Linked DNA regions of Danio rerio: all the other regions are linked to region 1. The links are chromatin contacts, called in public HiCAR-type and HiChIP or PLAC-seq maps. All regions are on one chromosome and are shown on one strand. The core of a region is the stretch at or near the end of the contact, and the rest is flanking DNA. Distances in the headings are between cores, read along the strand shown.

Region 1 (3,267 bases), core at 431-2,930:
GAAGGCTTCAGACTGGCTAACGGCAGCTCAGACACCTCCTCCCCTTCACTGGAAAATGATCCCAGCCATGTATAATCAATCAGGTCCTTTTACTGAAAACTCAACCCTCTACGTCTGCGTGTACACGTGTGTGAAAATGAGCATGTGTTTTCTGCAGGCAATTGAGATGGGTGTGGGCTTTTTAACAAAAAGACACGTAAAATATACGTAACACAATATCCCACAATGCAAACGTGAAACATGCCATGCAAATGTGAAGGTTTTTAGGGGAAATACGTGACCACTGTTTCTGTATATTTCCATAGGCCAAGCTCAACTTATTTCTGCGTAGATATTTATGATGAATAAAGATATTACTTAGCTCTTTCACTTCTGTTATTTTTTATTTTTGAGAACACTCTTAGAAACAATAAAAGTTCTAATCTAAATAAATAAATAAATAAATATATATATATATATATATATATATATATATATATATATATATATATATATATATATATATATATATATATATATATATATATATATAGGCCCTATATTGTAAAATGGAAAGCTATTTGCTAAACCAAAATAACATCTTAGATTAGGTTTATCTATTATTATAATACTAAATAAGAGTAATTTATTATTATTATTATTATTATTATTAAGTAAAATAAACGTGCTGTATAGGCCTATGAAATCGAAAAAGGATTATTTACGTTTTGCTGTCATATGCAAACCAGCATCGAATTATTTTCCTGACTCGGTAAAGGTGGCATGCAGTATATTAGAACCTCATAAAACGAATTTGCAAAAATATCTCTGTCCCGCTGGAACCAAATGCTAGAATTACAATGTCCAGATGAAAAAGTACGCTGGAGTCGCGTTACATTCCAAAATAACTCGTCAGATACACGACACCAGAGACTTCTCGTCACAACTATCAATCCAGCAAACCTCCGGTGCCCGCCATCCATCACAAATAAAGTGATTCTTTTGAAATGACATTTAAACATTTACTCTACGTGTGCCATATTTACTTTATGCCTTTCTTTGCTTGTTTTGATGCTTCTTTTTTTAGTTATTCGTGTGTCGCCGTGCATTGCCATTCAAACAAGGGATCGTAAAATTAAACTATGTATTTTCAAAAAGATAAAAAAGCTCATTTAGGGTCAAAAACTTTACTTAGTAGTAAGCTTTCACTAAATAGCTATTCATTTCCATTATTTTGGTATTGTAATACAACAGTGTCTGTTTATGGAGTGTGTTGCGCGCACTCCTTCCCCTGAGGTATGACATCCAGTGCCACTCTATCTCCAAGAGGCAGGGTCAGTTTCTGCTACACAACTTCTCTCCACACTTGCCCGTATGACTCCCCAGGAGGATGCGCTTGCCGTGCTTACACACTGGCGAATCTGTAAGAGATATGATATCTAGAGGGCGGGCTGATAGCTAAGGACAGTCGAGGAAAGAATCTATTGCGCACGACTAGAGCGCGTAAAAATGAAATGATTAGCGCGTCATGATATTGCAACTAATGTAACTGAGCACTTACGCAAACTTGTTTAAGTGTTTTGCTTATTTTGCTTGATTTTTCTCTTTTTTTACTTTAAGATGATTTGAATCGCACTTTTTCATGGAAATGCATATCAAAAACTGAAATTCTTTAGTTGCGGAAGAATCATTGCATGAGTTTCCCAAGTGGATTTCGCCTTCAAACCAACGTTAAGAGTGGATAAGATACGCACAGGACATCGTTGCACTTAGCTATGTCTATGCCACCAACTTTTGGATTTACCCAAGAGCAGGTTGCCTGCGTGTGCGAGGTCCTTCAGCAAGGTGGAAGTATCGAACGTCTTGGACGATTTTTGTGGTCTTTACCAGCTTGTGAGCACCTTCACAAAAACGAGAGCGTATTGAAAGCGAAAGCAGTAGTAGCTTTCCACCGAGGCAACTTCAGGGAGCTCTACAAAGTATTAGAGAGCCACCAGTTTTCTCCGCACAACCACCCTAAACTTCAACAGCTGTGGCTGAAAGCTCACTATATTGAAGCGGAGAAATTGCGCGGTCGTCCTTTGGGCGCAGTGGGAAAATACCGCGTGCGCAGAAAATTCCCACTGCCTCGCAGCATTTGGGATGGAGAGGAGACCAGCTACTGTTTTAAGGAGAAGAGCCGGTGTGTGCTTAAAGAGTGGTACACCCACAACCCATACCCTTCCCCGAGAGAGAAGAGAGAACTGGCCGAGGCCACGGGTCTCACCACGACTCAGGTCAGCAACTGGTTCAAGAACAGAAGGCAGAGGGATCGTGCCGCTGAAGCCAAAGAAAGGTAGGAGAACTTATTGAGGCTTTTCGCTTTTTACTGTTCACCAAAATTATCATGTTTATACATAAAAAATGCATGCATTTATAAAAGCTATAAGTATTTTAGGTAAATAGCCTAATAATTACAAAACAATTTAATACATAACAAAATAATTACGCTTTAACCGCATTTGATGACATCAGTATGGTATTTAGGTTATTAAATGTATTGGTTTAAAAATGTACATTAGAAAAACTCTTTGAAAACAACTCAATTTAAAATAAAATATTTAGATATGACATGGCATTTTATAAATTAGTATAATTGGTGACATTATTAGGGCAACTGTTTCAGGTGATTATACAAAATTTAAAAACTATTTAAAAACAACATTTACATTAATATGACATCTGCATATCTTCGAAATCTTGTATAGCCGACGTGAAAAATGTAGCTATGAGCTTTCTTTGTAAAAACTACATAAATTTAGCAAATCATCGGTATAAACGGAGCTAAAGAAAGGATTTCCGTCAGTCGGAGATCTTTAATAGGCATATGACTGTTCAGCCTGATCTTACAAGGAAACGTAAGTATTTTAAGTTTTGGCAGTTTAGTGGCTAATTCTTATTGGACTGTTAGAGTTTAAAAGCATTTGCTCAAACTTTTGATATCACCCTAAAGGTAAAAAACAAAAGTTACCATATATTTTATTAGGTATATTTAGTTGTCTTTTATTTGGTATATTTAGTTATGCATGACCCAGCTGTTTGCACTTGCAATTTTAAGCTGTGTTTGTTGTTTTTGCACGCATGCTTATGAATTTGAATGATGTGCTCCAACAGGGAAAACGAGGGTGCAAATCCAAACGGTCACAACCCCCTGACCTCTCACGTGAACGAAAACAAATCTCTATGTGAAAGTTCAGATGATGACAAATCCCCCGCGGGAACCCCGGATCATACTAACATGAGTCCAGC
Region 2 (3,267 bases), core at 431-2,930, 200 kb after region 1:
TGAGTATGTCTTTAGTTTTGCCACTATTTAGGCAGAGGAAATGTTCAATGTATATAAATTTGCATACCGTAACGTTTGGGTAAAAATAATAAAGGTCAAGCAATCACAAAAAAATACTCAAATATTGAAAAAGAAACATGAAAAACTAAAAGGCCCAAAAACTGAGACCTGAGGGACAACAAAAGACTTGTCTTCCATTTTGCCACTATAGGAAGAGGAAATGATCGTTCATCCATGTCTTAATCTCAGGAATCATAATAGATATCAAAGATTTTTTAATGTATAAAATGTGGGTTGGGTGGTGTGGCGGTGCAGGGGGTAGTGATGTCGCCTCACAGCAAAAAGGTTGCTGGTTCAAGCCTTGGCTGGCTCAGTTGGCATTTCTGTGTGAAGTTTGCATGTGCTCCCCGTGTTCGCATGGGTTTCCTCCGGGTGCTCCAGTTTCTCCCACAGTCCAAAGACATACGGTACAGGTGAATTGGATTACAGTAGCTAAATTGTCCGTACTGTATGTCTGTGAATGAGAGTGTATGGGTGTTTCTCAGAGATGGGTTGCAGCTGGAAGGGAATCCGTAGCGTATAACATGTGCTGGATAAGTTGGTGGTTCATTCCGTGTGGCGGCCCCTGATTAATAAAGGGACTAAGCCGAAAATAAAATAAATGAATGATAAATGTGGTTGTTAAAATAATAAGCAATCACAAAACCAAGTAGTGAAAAAATAAAATTTAAAAAGCAGAGGGCCCAAAACTGAGCCCTGGGGCACAAAATAAAATTGATTGTGGCAACTGATAAGAATGTCTTTAGTTTTAACTTATCGAAGAAATGCTCATTCATTCATGTCTTAATCTGAGAAATACAGTCTGAATGACAACCCATACTAAACATTTTGATTTTGGTGGCTTAAAAATAGTAATGAAGGCCGAGCAATCACAGAAATAAACATTAAAAAGCAGAGGGCCAAAAACCAAGCCCTAAGGGACCCCTGTACAGCTCCTGTCACAGACCTACAAACACCCATGGAGACAATGTGGAAACAGGAAGCAAAATAAGATTTAACCCATGCAGGAAAAAAAGGGTTTGGGGTATTAATTTCATTTTCCCTATACCCAGTATACTTTTTTTGTGATTTTATGAATCACAACGAACCAAAAGCAAGAAGGTTAATGGTTCGAAGCCCGGCTGGGCCAGTTGGCATTACTGTGTGAGGTTTGCATGTTCGCTTGGGTTTCCTCCTGGTGCTCCAGTTTCCTCCACAGTGTAAAGATATGCGCTACAGGTGAAAGTGTAAATAAAATTTGTCATAATGTATAAGTGTGTGTAAATGTGAGAGTGTATGGGTGTTTCCCTGTACTGGGTTGTGGTTCAGGAATAGTTGACAACGGTGGCGACCCCTGATAAATAAGGGACTAAGCCGAAGGAAAATGAATAATGAATCAAAAATAAAATTCTTGGATATCCTGAGGGTGAGTGAATTAACAGCCAATGTATATTTTTATGTGAACTACCCCTTTAACACTTCAGCGTGACGGCGACTCAGATGCTCACAGGAGGATGTTTTGAGCGTTTCACACACTCTGCGTAAAGCATTGCGCTCACAGGCGGTGTAGCCATTAGCCTGGCTGTGGACCAGCAGACCTGTCACCCTGGTTTAATGTGCCTCACTGGACCAGTTTGTGGGGGGGAGATGCAGCGATGGGCACTTCTTAGCAGGAGCACAGCTGAAGCAGCACAGGCTGAGGGTTAATAGCATCTGCGCCTGAATGTCAGGAACACACACCGTCACCCTCTCAGCTCAGAGGCTCCCGATGACAATGTCAGCACTGATTTACATGAAATTCTCCATGTGCTAATTGAATGATCTCTAACCATCCACTCAAGCACCTGGGCAGAGCTCCAGCGGGCCGCTCATCTTCCTCTGCGGTGGAGCTCCGGTATGTCCTACTTTACTGTTTAATGACCCTCTGATGGAGAAAGGCTATGCCAAACAGCAAACAAAAGCAAGAGCTTTAAAACCCAGCATGACCCAGATGATGCCCCCCTCTGTGGCCGTTCTCATTGTTCTGAAAGAAGCCTTCATTTGCATAATAAATGAAACAGCAAGAGAGTGTGCCTCCTCACCGGAAAACACTGCCTGTAACCGCACACTGCAAATGATCTCAATCATAATCCCATCTTCATCCAAGGCTTCGCTTGAGTTGGTGGGAACACACAAATACACTTCCATATATGATATGAGAAAGTATCCATATGTTCACACGCATACATACACACACACACACACACACACACACACACATACCTATGTCTGTCTGTCCGTCCGTCCGTCCGTCCGTTTCAGGTTGTTTTTCCCTTTGTATTTTCCTCTCTGTAATATAGGCTGATTTTAGGCTGATTGTGGGTTTGTCTGGAGAGGCGGCATGTTGGGGTCACATACAAAAAAAGACATTTGGTAGAAATCATCCAAACCTGAATAGAAGGTGAAAGTTTGTTTGCTCTTTGGACAGGTCCATTGTTTTCTCATAGTCACTCCTTTTATCTTTAAGCCAGTCGTTCTCCTCATTGCTCCCTCTTTTTGAAGCTCTATAGTGAATGTTTCCACTCAAATATATGCAGGCCTCTGCCATGGAGCGACCACTGGTTTCTGTGTGTGTGTCTGTCTTTTTTTCCTGAAGGAGAAGAAATTGCTGCAGATGAGGCTTTTACAGTTAGGAGGTTCAGAAACGTTGGACCTTGATGCTCATATGGGAAAAACAGTTTTGCATCCTGCCTAAATTTGATCATGTTCTTCTCCTTTTTTGGCATAAAATGTGTCAGAAAGGACAAAAATCAATAGCTTAGAGTAAAAAAAGTCTTGTTATATAATATATTCAGTTTAAAGGGTTAGTTCACTCTAAAATGAAAACCTTCATCATCATTCCAAAAGAATTGTGTTCTTCTCCAGAACACAATTGAAGATCTTTTAAATTAAATGGAAGAGATTTCTGTCCCTCCGTTGATCATGTTTTCCCAAAACTCAGATGCGTCAAAACGTCTAAGAAAATTCATGTGAATCATTCTAAAGGGAAAGGAAAAAGAGACTCATTCCCTTCATACAGCTTTAGAAAACAATAAAGAAACCACTTGAAAATTCTTAGTTACTCTTGAGCTACTGGAATTATTATTTCTGGGTTTGAGTAAAAGTTTAATATTTGTCTTATTATGTTAGTTTGTCTGTCCATCTATCTATCTATCTATCTATCTATCTATCTATCTATCTATCTATCTA
Region 3 (3,267 bases), core at 549-3,048, 180 kb after region 1:
TAAATGGCTATTAAAAAAACATAAGGGTGTTAACAACTTCCACAAGCACACCCTCAGTTTCCAATGTTACATCGGCATCACAAGAAATCTACATGGTAGACGTGTGCATCAGTTCCTGCCAGTGCTTCAGTGCCTGTCACAGAACTGGACGGACTTTAAGGAAGCCACTGAGCAAACAAAGAGGTCCCCTCATCTGCTTTTCTTACAGTCATCTTACACACTTGTCCAAACCCATCCTTTAGCAATCAGCATCAGATAAAGAACTGCAAGCTCAGCACTTTCCCTGAAAGGCAGACTGGGTCAAAGTTTCACTCAGTGTACAATCACGATAAAGAAAGTGCGTTAACTGCTGTCGTCACGTCTGCTGTTGTACGATCGGTTTAACAAGTGATGACCAAAGCATTTTATCTACAGTTATAATCAGACCTTTAATCTCTCAGCAGATGAACTCAGTGTCAAAGTTTGAGTTGGTCTATAGCATCACAATTGTCTTTACTGCCAATTTTGATCAACGATGTATCTTTTCTAAATACAAATTGAAAAAGAAGCAAATCTAAAACTTTTAAATGAATTAAGACCATGTCTGTCTAAAAAAATTTAAAATACAGCAATAAGCCCATAAACAGTAGCCCCAAGTGGGGTTTAATTCTACTGTTAAAAAAAGTGTGGAGATGAAAAAAAAAATCAACAGAAATTATATGCTTTTCCAACAATCTGCATCAGGAAATAAAATGAATGTGCAAATGCCACAAAACAAGAGTGACTCTTGAAGGCAGACAATGTTAGAGATCTATAAACGTCTCCAACTATATAGCCACTATCATTCAATCTTTGGCTACTCGTGAAGTGAATTGATGTGAATTTAACAAAGTATGAATCACATTTTCTTGTATTGCAGCAAATACTAGCTATTTAGCAAACCTTGCAATGTATCAACAGCCTCAACGACAATAGCTCAGCGTGAATCTCAGCTGAAATACAATAAGGCAAAAGTAAGCAGCTACCACAATGCATGGAAAGGCTAACATGAGCCAACACAGTTGTAGGTTAAAAGGACAAACGAAGCGTCAAATGTGAGAGGGAAAAGCTTTAAACATGTCAGAGAAACAGAAGGAGAGGTGATTACATAATGTACTGAATTCTTCCTAACAGTAAGCACGAGCCGACGGGATTATTTGTGACGCGCACTTGTTTGTCTGTCGCCGCTACGGGACAAACAAAAGCAATAAAACTCCGAAGCCACACACAATAACAACAACAACAACAGCGTTTCTTTGTTATATCAAAACGGAGAAGTGGGCGTTAATGTCAGTCTAATGTCGTTAGAGCCTCGCTAATGTGTCAGTCCGCTCGTTACACAACAAGCCTCGTACTTAGCAATGAAATCACGCGCAGGCTCGCGCTGGTTAGCTTAGCACGAGCACTCGTCGAGCAAACCCGAGGCCCACACGACCCCATACTTACATTTCCAGATATTCTGCGGATGTCAGCGGTCGTTCCCACTTCGGACTCTCGGCTGCGGGTGTTTTCGGGGTCGATATACCTGTCGCTTCCTTTAAAAACAAACAATCAGAGTGACTTCACGTGAGAAGCGATCATTCCGTTCACGGCGATTCTCTGCTTTGATAGCGTGAATTTTTGCGCATGTTTGACGCCAACGCTGATGTTCCCTGAACAAATCTGTCCACTTATTGGCTGAATCTGTCTAAATCTCGTATCAATATGTGATCATGGTGTGGGATAAATCATTACATAGATCCGAATAATCAGCTTCTGTAGGGAGGCCAAGATATCCTTCGGTTCAGAGTCTTGTGCGTCTTGATGGAGGGGAGGGATAATTTCTTCAAGTGGCTCGATGATTGGCCGAAGCTCTACAAGGCGTGTTTGCTAATTGGATTATTTCGCTGACAGCTAAGGCTACATATGGCCAATCCCGCGATTTGATTGGCTCTCGGTTTGTCATTTACCGTCACGAAGCTTGAACTGTAGTTTGTTTTACGCACAAAACGCATCGCAGCGTCCGTCTCGAGGGGGACACAAGGGTCATGTTTGGGGCGACGTATTTTTAATGACAGCAATAAAACACCATTAGGTTAGTAATTTAACCGTTGGTTGGAAATATTGATGTTATATTGTAATTATTGCTAATTCTATAATCATTATTTAGTTCTTATACTATAGTTTTATGTGTGTGCATGTGTATGAGGAATGATTTTAAACTATTTTTTACCTATCAAGAACACAATTATTTAAAATACAGCATAAAACAATGTAATTGAAGTAAAATACAGTGATTGTGAAGTATACATTAACTATGATCCGAAATATAAAGCCTTAACATCACACAGAACAGCTGAACTGATAGGGGTCAGAACTAATTATTTATGTATTTTATTTATTTAATTTTAGCTACATTGTTTTATACTAATATTAAAGTGCAGCTCTAAAATATTAACTATCATTTTAATTCTTCATACATAGTAGTTATCCTTCAAACCTTAACGTTTCTCAGGTAGAAGTTGTTAATAAAAATACATTATAATAATAAAATGCAGTATGATTAATTATTAGGCTACAGATTACAAGTACGTTTACATAAATAAATCTGGTACATTAAATGACGATGGAACATTAATTCACCCTATTTTTTACAAAAGCTATTTGAAACGTTAAAATATACATTGCTCACATTTTATATGCTTTCTCTGTATTTACTTCTATAAATTTACTTTCATGTGGACACCAAATGGGATGTCTCATATCCTGTATAAATATTTGTTTCTTTTTTTTACTTTAACTCTAACACTGTACCTTTTAGTTTAATCATGGGATTTTTATAATTGCTCTTTCAGATGCAATTAGACCAGTTCTACTGGTTGCATCTTGGTTTAGGGCAAGACAAAAGCTTAGCTATATGCAATTATATGGGCAAATTAAATTTAGCTAGGAGTAAATCTTCATCAGGAAGTAGAACACAATAGATTCATTGTCTTTTTTAGGTGGACCTTTGGGATTTCAGTAGTAAACAGTAACATTTTCATTTCCACATTCCTTCATCACTTATAGCAGGGGTCACCAATCTCGGTCCTGGAGGGCCAGTGTCGCTGCAGGGTTTAGCTCCAACTTGCCTCAACACACCTGCCTGGATGTTTCAAGTATACCTAGCAAGACATTGATTAGCTTTTTTAGGTGTGTTTGATTAGGGTTGGAGCTAAAATCTGCAAGTTTGGTGACCACTGACTTATAGCAAGTTTGTGTTTTATAGCA

The links. HiCAR-type assays count read pairs that join an accessible place to other places. HiChIP or PLAC-seq counts read pairs in DNA pulled down with a chosen protein or histone mark.
Region 2: a contact with region 1 is called in a HiCAR-type map of caudal fin, with 6 times the contacts expected there. The contact joins the enhancer-like site here to the promoter of six2b in region 1. A contact is called at or near these places in 6 of 18 Hi-C or Micro-C datasets (caudal fin, embryo, hematopoietic stem cells and 2 more) and 1 of 4 datasets of contacts at active chromatin or transcription factors (caudal fin).
Region 3: an H3K4me3 HiChIP or PLAC-seq map of embryo shows a contact between it and region 1, with 5 times the contacts expected there. The contact joins the promoter of ppm1bb here to the promoter of six2b in region 1. A contact is called at or near these places in 1 of 18 Hi-C or Micro-C datasets (hematopoietic stem cells) and 1 of 4 datasets of contacts at active chromatin or transcription factors (embryo).

Annotation. Positions count from the first base shown.
Region 1 is chr12:27,398,817-27,402,083 of GRCz12tu, reverse strand. It overlaps six2b (SIX homeobox 2b), which reads left to right and starts at 1,680. Exons shown (of 2, transcript NM_001128734.1): 1 at 1,680-2,314; 2 at 3,133-3,267. The coding sequence starts at 1,755.
Region 2 is chr12:27,198,649-27,201,915 of GRCz12tu, reverse strand. No RefSeq gene overlaps it. Among named protein-coding and RNA genes, the nearest start is that of ppm1bb, 21 kb to the left of the region's middle. Within about 2 kb of position 1,680, at least 7 of the 62 cell types and tissues checked have an H3K27ac peak or open chromatin away from gene starts, as enhancers often do.
Region 3 is chr12:27,219,775-27,223,041 of GRCz12tu, reverse strand. It overlaps ppm1bb (protein phosphatase, Mg2+/Mn2+ dependent, 1Bb), which reads right to left and starts at 1,798. Exons shown (of 6, transcript NM_001007313.1): 1 at 1,465-1,798. LOC103911924 (a long non-coding RNA gene) reads left to right here and starts at 2,009. Exons shown (of 4, transcript XR_663065.5): 1 at 2,009-2,092.